2 separate regions of the Capsicum annuum genome follow, and region 2 is linked to region 1. A link is a contact called in public Hi-C data. All regions are on one chromosome and are shown on one strand. The core of a region is the stretch at or near the end of the contact, and the rest is flanking DNA. Distances in the headings are between cores, read along the strand shown. Region 1 holds the start of LOC107871165 (carbon catabolite repressor protein 4 homolog 4). Region 2 holds the start of LOC107871151 (pectin acetylesterase 8).

Region 1 (3,499 bases), core at 52-2,551:
CATATGATTCTACATAAAATGTTAATAAATAGATATCTATAATTTTAATCTATTTTCTTGTATAATTTTTAAATAAAGTAGAAAAAGAAAAACATTACAATTAATTATTTAATCTAAGAAAATGTGTTTGACCTCATGTTCAAATAAGTATTAGAGTATATGATATTTATTTGTTAATTATGAAACCTTAAATAAATTATAAGATATTATTTGATTTCGCAAAATTAAAAAGTTATATATTATTATATAGTGTGATTTCTACTTACATTTCCTATTATGTTTTATTAAAAAATATTAATATATATTTTTTAAAAACTAATTAAATAGCTATAAATATATTTAAAATTATAATATTGGGTCCGTCCCTTCATTATCTAGTAGTAGGGTTGCTTATTGGTTGGATAATTATGCTTATTGGTTTGACTTATTGGCTATCGGTTTTTAAATATACTAATTCGCTAGCCACCCAATAGGATAATGGTTAGTTCGGTATCGGATTAGCAATTAACGGACGGTTATCGGATGATGTAACAGATAAATTTAAGAGAGAATAAAATATTGAGTGATTATTGGTAGTTCCTCAGTTTCTTCATCGACTAAATTGTTTGTACACTATGATTGATATATTTATCAATCTTTTAGGATTCTTGAGTTTTGTTCATGTAGTTATTTAATAGGTTAAAACGTCGAATCAAATGAGTTTTTTCTTCTAGACCTAAAATGTATGTAGAACATTTTTAATTATTTGATTGACAGAAAAAAATTAAAACTTTAATATTATTTGAATTTTTATGTTTTATATCAAACTTTGTGAAGGACACATTTGGGTTATTTCATTGTTATTGCGGTCCTTTGTGTTGTCAAGAATTATTTATTTTTGGTTTAAGAATTAATTTCAGATTTTCTATACATTTTAGGAAGTCTGACTGCACTTTATGATTAAATGTCACAAGAAGTGACATATTATTTTCTAAACTAAGAAGCGAATAGAATAATAAATGAAGTTTTATATGTTGGATTGACAAAAGATACTTATATATCTAAGGGTAAAAATATAATTATGATAATTCTTAATGGGTTAACGATTTACCGATAAGAAAATTGAGTAATCCATCTCCACACCAATAAGCCATTAATTATAAAATTTTAATCCATTCTTCAACCATTAATCTGATAACCCATTACCAGTTAACAAATAAACTAATTTTACAGTTAGATTAACGGTTACGGTTCGATTTTGAACAGCCCTATCTAGTAGAGTCTTAATTTGTTGTGTCCCGTAACTGTTTCGAAGCAGAGTGTATTATTGGGCTATCGAAAAAGCCCAAGACAATATTCAAAACCAAACTTCCAAAGCCTGAAAATGGATACCCATTAACAGCTCCTAAAAAGAAAGTGTTTAAGCTGGAAAAGCTTTTGAGCAATGTTGAAAAACTCATTGTTGTTACTTCCTCGTTTTTCTTTAACTTGTCCATCCCACAGGTACATACATATACTCCTTAATCACTCTGCATATCTCTTGCTTGTTAAATTGAAATTTAAGATAATTATACCCCCAAAATGATTGAATACATTATTGCCTATCACCTGTTTGATTATTTGCCCCTAATGTGTTGGCATTTTGAAATTCTGCTCTCCCGTCCAAAAAAATAGAGATTAATTCATATAGAGAGTTCTGAACAATTCTGAGTTGCTCTATCGGGAAATGTAGTTGCTGAGGAAGTTCAGATGTAAATTGATTCGTCAGATGATATTATTCATTGTATACAGATTAGCAATGTGCTAGGAAGATAAAAGAGGAAAAGTACATAAGTTATGGTAGACTAACAATTCAACAACAACCACAACATATATGCCCAGAAAGTGGAGTCTGGGGAGGGTTGAGTGTTGATCAGTCAAGAACTCTCATATTCAAAATCTGGAAGTGACAGAGATGAGGATGTTGCGATGGATGTGTGGGTATACTAGGATATATAGGATTAAAAATGAGGATATCCAATGATAAGGTGACAAGATGCGGGAAGCGAGTTTGAGATGGTTCGGGCATGTGATGAGGAGATGATAAATTGCTTCTACTAATAGGGATGAAGTGCTCATTTTATTTGCTGAGGAGGAAAATGAAAAAAATTAGAAAAGGAAAGCAATAATCATATACAACAACAACGTACCTATTGTAATCCCACAAGTGAGGTTTGGGGAGCGTGATGCCGGATGCGTATGCAAACCTTACACCTACCTTGTGAAGGTAGAAAGCCTGTTTCTGATACACTCTCAACTCAAGTAAGACATAAAGAAAAATTATATATTTTCCTTTAGTTCTTTCAATTATTTCACATCCATGAGAAGAAAGTATCGGTGTTGGTTTAGGACTATATATTCATTTGTAGGTCAATTTAGGTGCAGCTCATTTAACCCATCGGTCCCATCCAAAGGGTAGCTCAAATCGACATATAAGCGAACTTTGTAAAAAGCTAGAATCTTATTGTTAAATTTATTATGTATATAGGCAGGATATTAATCATCTGTATAAAAGGTACATCTAAAATATTTTTTCGTTTGGTTTTCTATGTGCATTTCTGTTTTCTCTACCTTTACTCACACACTTCTTTTCTCTATAAAGATCAAAGGAACTTATCTGGTTGTGATGTTTGTAGCCCAAATTTACCCATAGAATACCTTGTTAAAATTTTTTATTTGTTTGGTTTATTAAGTATATTTCTCATACTTTCACACAGTTGTCTATCTATAAAGAAGAGAAAAACTTTTTTGTTTGGTGATGGTGATTAAGCAAACTAATAGAAAACAATTGAAAAGATGGGCTTGGGTTGGGGGATTGGATTTGATGCATATTCAATCCAAATTGACACGGTATATTTTGGCACTAGTAAACTTTGAGGGTGGGGGTTTCGGGTATGACCCATCTATTGGTCCATTTTGACACACCTAAATTTAGCCCTACCCACCCATTGGTACCATAAGAGAAAGAAAAAAAATGGTAGGACGAGTTCTAAAAAAACCAAAGCAGGTTCATATTGTTACGGAGCACGAACTCATAATTCTTATAGCATTTCTCGGAAGTATTTGACAATTTTAAATCCCTTGAACTTGGCTTTGTTTGGAAGTTACACACCTAAACTATAAGGTGCTCATTTTACCTTTTTGAACTTCCTTTTTGTTGTATCTATTGCCCACCCTGAACCAAAAACTTGGCGTAGCTATAGGTGTGACCTATAGGTCATAGGTCCAAGCTGATATTTGCATCAGGTAACATGGGGTGCTTTGTTATTGGGTTGCCTTTTTAGATTTGTAACATGTTTGGCACAACTATATTTTTACAGTCAGATCTGCTTTTCAAAATCCCCCGAGAAACACAAACAAATCCAATAAAATAAAGAAGAAATAAATAAGTACACATTAAACAGAGAGTCATCTGACCATGTGACGATTTGTTGTTGGAAGAAAAAGCCATGTCTAAGCTATTTTTCACCTTTTTCTTTCT
Region 2 (3,474 bases), core at 229-2,728, 190 kb before region 1:
TTGTATTATTCATGCATCATTTTCTCCTTTTATTATTTGTAAATCACTAGGGCAAAATCTCTACTTATTTTCCACAATATTGAAAGGAAAAAACCAAATAATATGTATTGGGATATAAATATGATCCAAAATATGCAACAATAATAAACTTTTGCCCTTCTTTCGCACATAAGTCTATCGATCAACAAGATCGATAGACTAGATTTATTTAACTCAGCAGTCAAGATTGAGAAATTGTACAGATTCAATTCGACAATTCAATTTTTCATTGGTAACTACTCTAGTCATAGAAATTATGTATAGAGAAACAAACCTCCATTTGGATTAACCAACTGTTAACTCCTGTACCATGTCCTTTGTCGTGATGATATGCTGGTGGACTCCCATCCAGACATACTGCAAACACATCAATAATATCAAAATCAACACATTTCCACATTCATAAATTTATCTCCCGTTTGACCAGAGATTTTGAAGTTAAAATTTAAAAAGTTGAGTTCTTGAAGTCGTGATTTTTTGAAATTTGAAGTTGTGCTAGGACATGCATTTTACATGTGAATGGAAGTCCCAAAAACTGTTCTGAGCCAGTTTTGGGCATGAAAATATTTAAAGATTGGATTTTTAAAAATTTGTCGTACAAACAGATATTTGAAAATAAATTTTCAAAATCAACGAGCAAACGTGTAGCTTAATTTGAAACCAAAAGGAAACTAAATACTTACCTGCTCCTTTTGCCACTCCACTTAGAACATAAGTAATATTTACAAAGAGCCCTTCACTTCTAAATATAATCAACAAAGTAACTAATGAATATATCCATTGTTGCACAGTCCCATTTACCATTCTGCACATCATTTTATTTCCAAAAGAATAAAAGAAAAAGAAAAACATTATCAATACACAAAATTCCAAGAACATAAAAAAGACACAACTAAACAGAGCAAAACTGACCAATCACAAACAACTACTTTAAAACTATAAACACATCCCAATTACAAAAAAGATCACATTTTTATACAAAACAAAAATGCATTTTCCCATATTTAGCATAAAAATTACTCTATTTAGAGAAACCCCAGATAGAAAAAGGAACACCAATGCTACTAATAACCCTTTTTATCAGAACAAAATAAAATTCAAGATTAGTAAAGACCTCAAAAGTACCTGAAAATGGCAATAAAGAGATTGAGATAATCTCAAAATGGGATTATTTGGACTGAAATTTTACACTGAACCAAGTTCAGTTATCTTGTTTTGGAGCTAAAATAAGCTCCAAACAGCAAATGTAGGTGTAAAGTAAAAGCATATAATAGTAAAAAAGAATCCAAGAAAATGTATGATACGAATTCTCGGTAGTTTTTTTTGTTTTGTTTGTAAGAAAAGAATGCTTTGTTTATAGAAATGATTTTTGTAAATGCTGAACCCAAGAAATAAAGAAGCAGCCGACACTTATTCGCATTGAAATTCAAAAAGTGATTTTTATAAAAGAAATAATTTCATTTGTTTGGCTATTTACTGTTTTGTTTTCTATGGTTTGCTTGGGTGGTTGTTTTCTATTGGCTGCTGGAGTTGCTGGTAAGATTGGATATGACCCGACCGATCCGACCCAAATGATATTAAATTATGAATTAAATGATATTTGTATTAGAATCAAATTAATTTGAATTTGCACCCATAGAATGCATTCTGGAAAAGAGTTCTCTACTCAAAAAAGAAAAACACATCCTCAACTTAAAATCAATACCTCTGATTAATAAAGAAATAGTTTCGTCCGTTGCACCACGTCGTTTGATGGTAAGTGTTGATTTTCTTACTTTGTTTTTAGATAAAGATATTTCTAAAGCAATTTTGTTTTCACTCAAGCATTTTAACCTAAAAATATCTTACACTGAAACAGCTCTTTTGATGTTACTCATGTATAGAATTGTATAGAATTCGTTGAGATGTGTAATTGAAAATTTCAAATAAGTTGAAGGGAATCAATACATCTTCTTTCCTATCTTTTTGTTGCACTCTTTAACACTTCTAAAACATGCATAAAGGATCTCAATTATTTTGGCTTAGACGTAAGCTCTCAAATTCTTTAGTTATCTTGTTTATAGCATTCTACAAATTTGGCTTCTATCCAAGATTGAAAACCAAAAGAGTTACATTAAGTTAGTTGGGAATGTTGGACACTTGTTTATATTTCTATGGTGTGGTGTGTTAATCTTTTGCCGTGCAGCACCCTTTCATGTGAATATAACATGTGCTGTGATAAAGTTTTGGCTAATTCTCTCATAATCAACTATTTTTGAATTGAGATAAGTTTAAAATTCATTTCTTTACGGGATATTGAAGCGGAATCTATCACAGTTTTCTGGTTTCTAATATTCGGTGCATAGTCTTACATCATTTATTAAATTGGATAATTATATTCTCCTCTCACGAGCCATTGCTTTTGAGATTAAATTAGTCGCAAGATGCATTTCTACTAATTAAAAGGCGCAGAGTATTACATTGGGAGATTCTCCCCTTATAATATACTATGCAAAGTTTCATTTCTTTATAAAATTAAAGATACTTTTCAAACAAATGCATATGAGTAAATCTTTTTAGACAATTTCTAATTTTATTTTCTATAACGAAATATAAATGTGTATACATTATTTGAATAACTAATTCAGCCGTATTATTGGGGTTAAGAAAATGGGATTGTATACTTTTATTATGTCTATTACATACTTAAGTCAAATGTTCATATATCCCACGTGTTTTACACTTGTACCTTGTCCCACTTGATGTACTCTCTCTCTCCCTCTCAAGAAAAAGAGTAGGTAAAAACTCTTATTTTTGCCATTTCAACCCTACTTTTGTGTATTTGTACCTTAAAGTTGAGTTATCAGGGAAAAATTGGCAAAAACTATTTTCTTAAAACTATTTTGTTAGAGGGACACTAAATTTCTTTTTGAATTATTTTTTAAGATTAGGATGTAAAAAGTGTGAAAAGGTTGAAAAAGTAGGCTCACATGTGGGCCAAAGGACTATTGTATCATTTTTCTAATTTTACAAATTTAACATAATACACTAACACCCATCCACTTATTTCAATATGAAGAAAAAAACTTTTTCTCTCCTCTTAAATTGTCTCCCAACTCCTGCTTTCAAGAACTCTTCTCCCCAAACGTCATTTTCGTTTTTCCTTCTTCTGTAGCTACTAAGAGCTCATTGTTGCTTCATAAGGTTAGTTAAAATCATGTTTCGATCATTTATAGATCCATTTAAATAGGTTTCTTTGCTAATCGATTCGTAGTGATGTAAGAATTTATATTTTCGAATTTGGTTGATTAAGGAGTTTTGGTTTAGTTCCATTATTTTTAGCAAAAATGTGTTAAATGGTGGGATAATCGTTATTTGAAGAGTTATTTTGGCAGTTTGATTCGAACAGTCACCTGTTTCTGTCTGTAGACCCGTGGTCTATGAAATCGCTCCGTG

Evidence for each region. A called contact is a pair of places that touch in the nucleus more often than the background predicts.
Region 2: a Hi-C map of leaf shows a contact between it and region 1, with 3 times the contacts expected there. The contact joins the promoter of LOC107871151 here to the promoter of LOC107871165 in region 1. A contact is called at or near these places in 3 of 5 Hi-C or Micro-C datasets (bud, leaf and placenta).

The regions. Positions count from the first base shown.
Region 1 is chr1:231,301,455-231,304,953 of UCD10Xv1.1, reverse strand. LOC107871165 (carbon catabolite repressor protein 4 homolog 4) reads left to right here and starts at 1,301. Exons shown (of 10, transcript XM_016717990.2): 1 at 1,301-1,482. The coding sequence starts at 1,424.
Region 2 is chr1:231,491,866-231,495,339 of UCD10Xv1.1, reverse strand. LOC107871151 (pectin acetylesterase 8) reads right to left here and starts at 1,478. Exons shown (of 13, transcript XM_016717969.2): 1 at 1,165-1,478; 2 at 723-844; 3 at 314-396. The coding sequence starts at 843.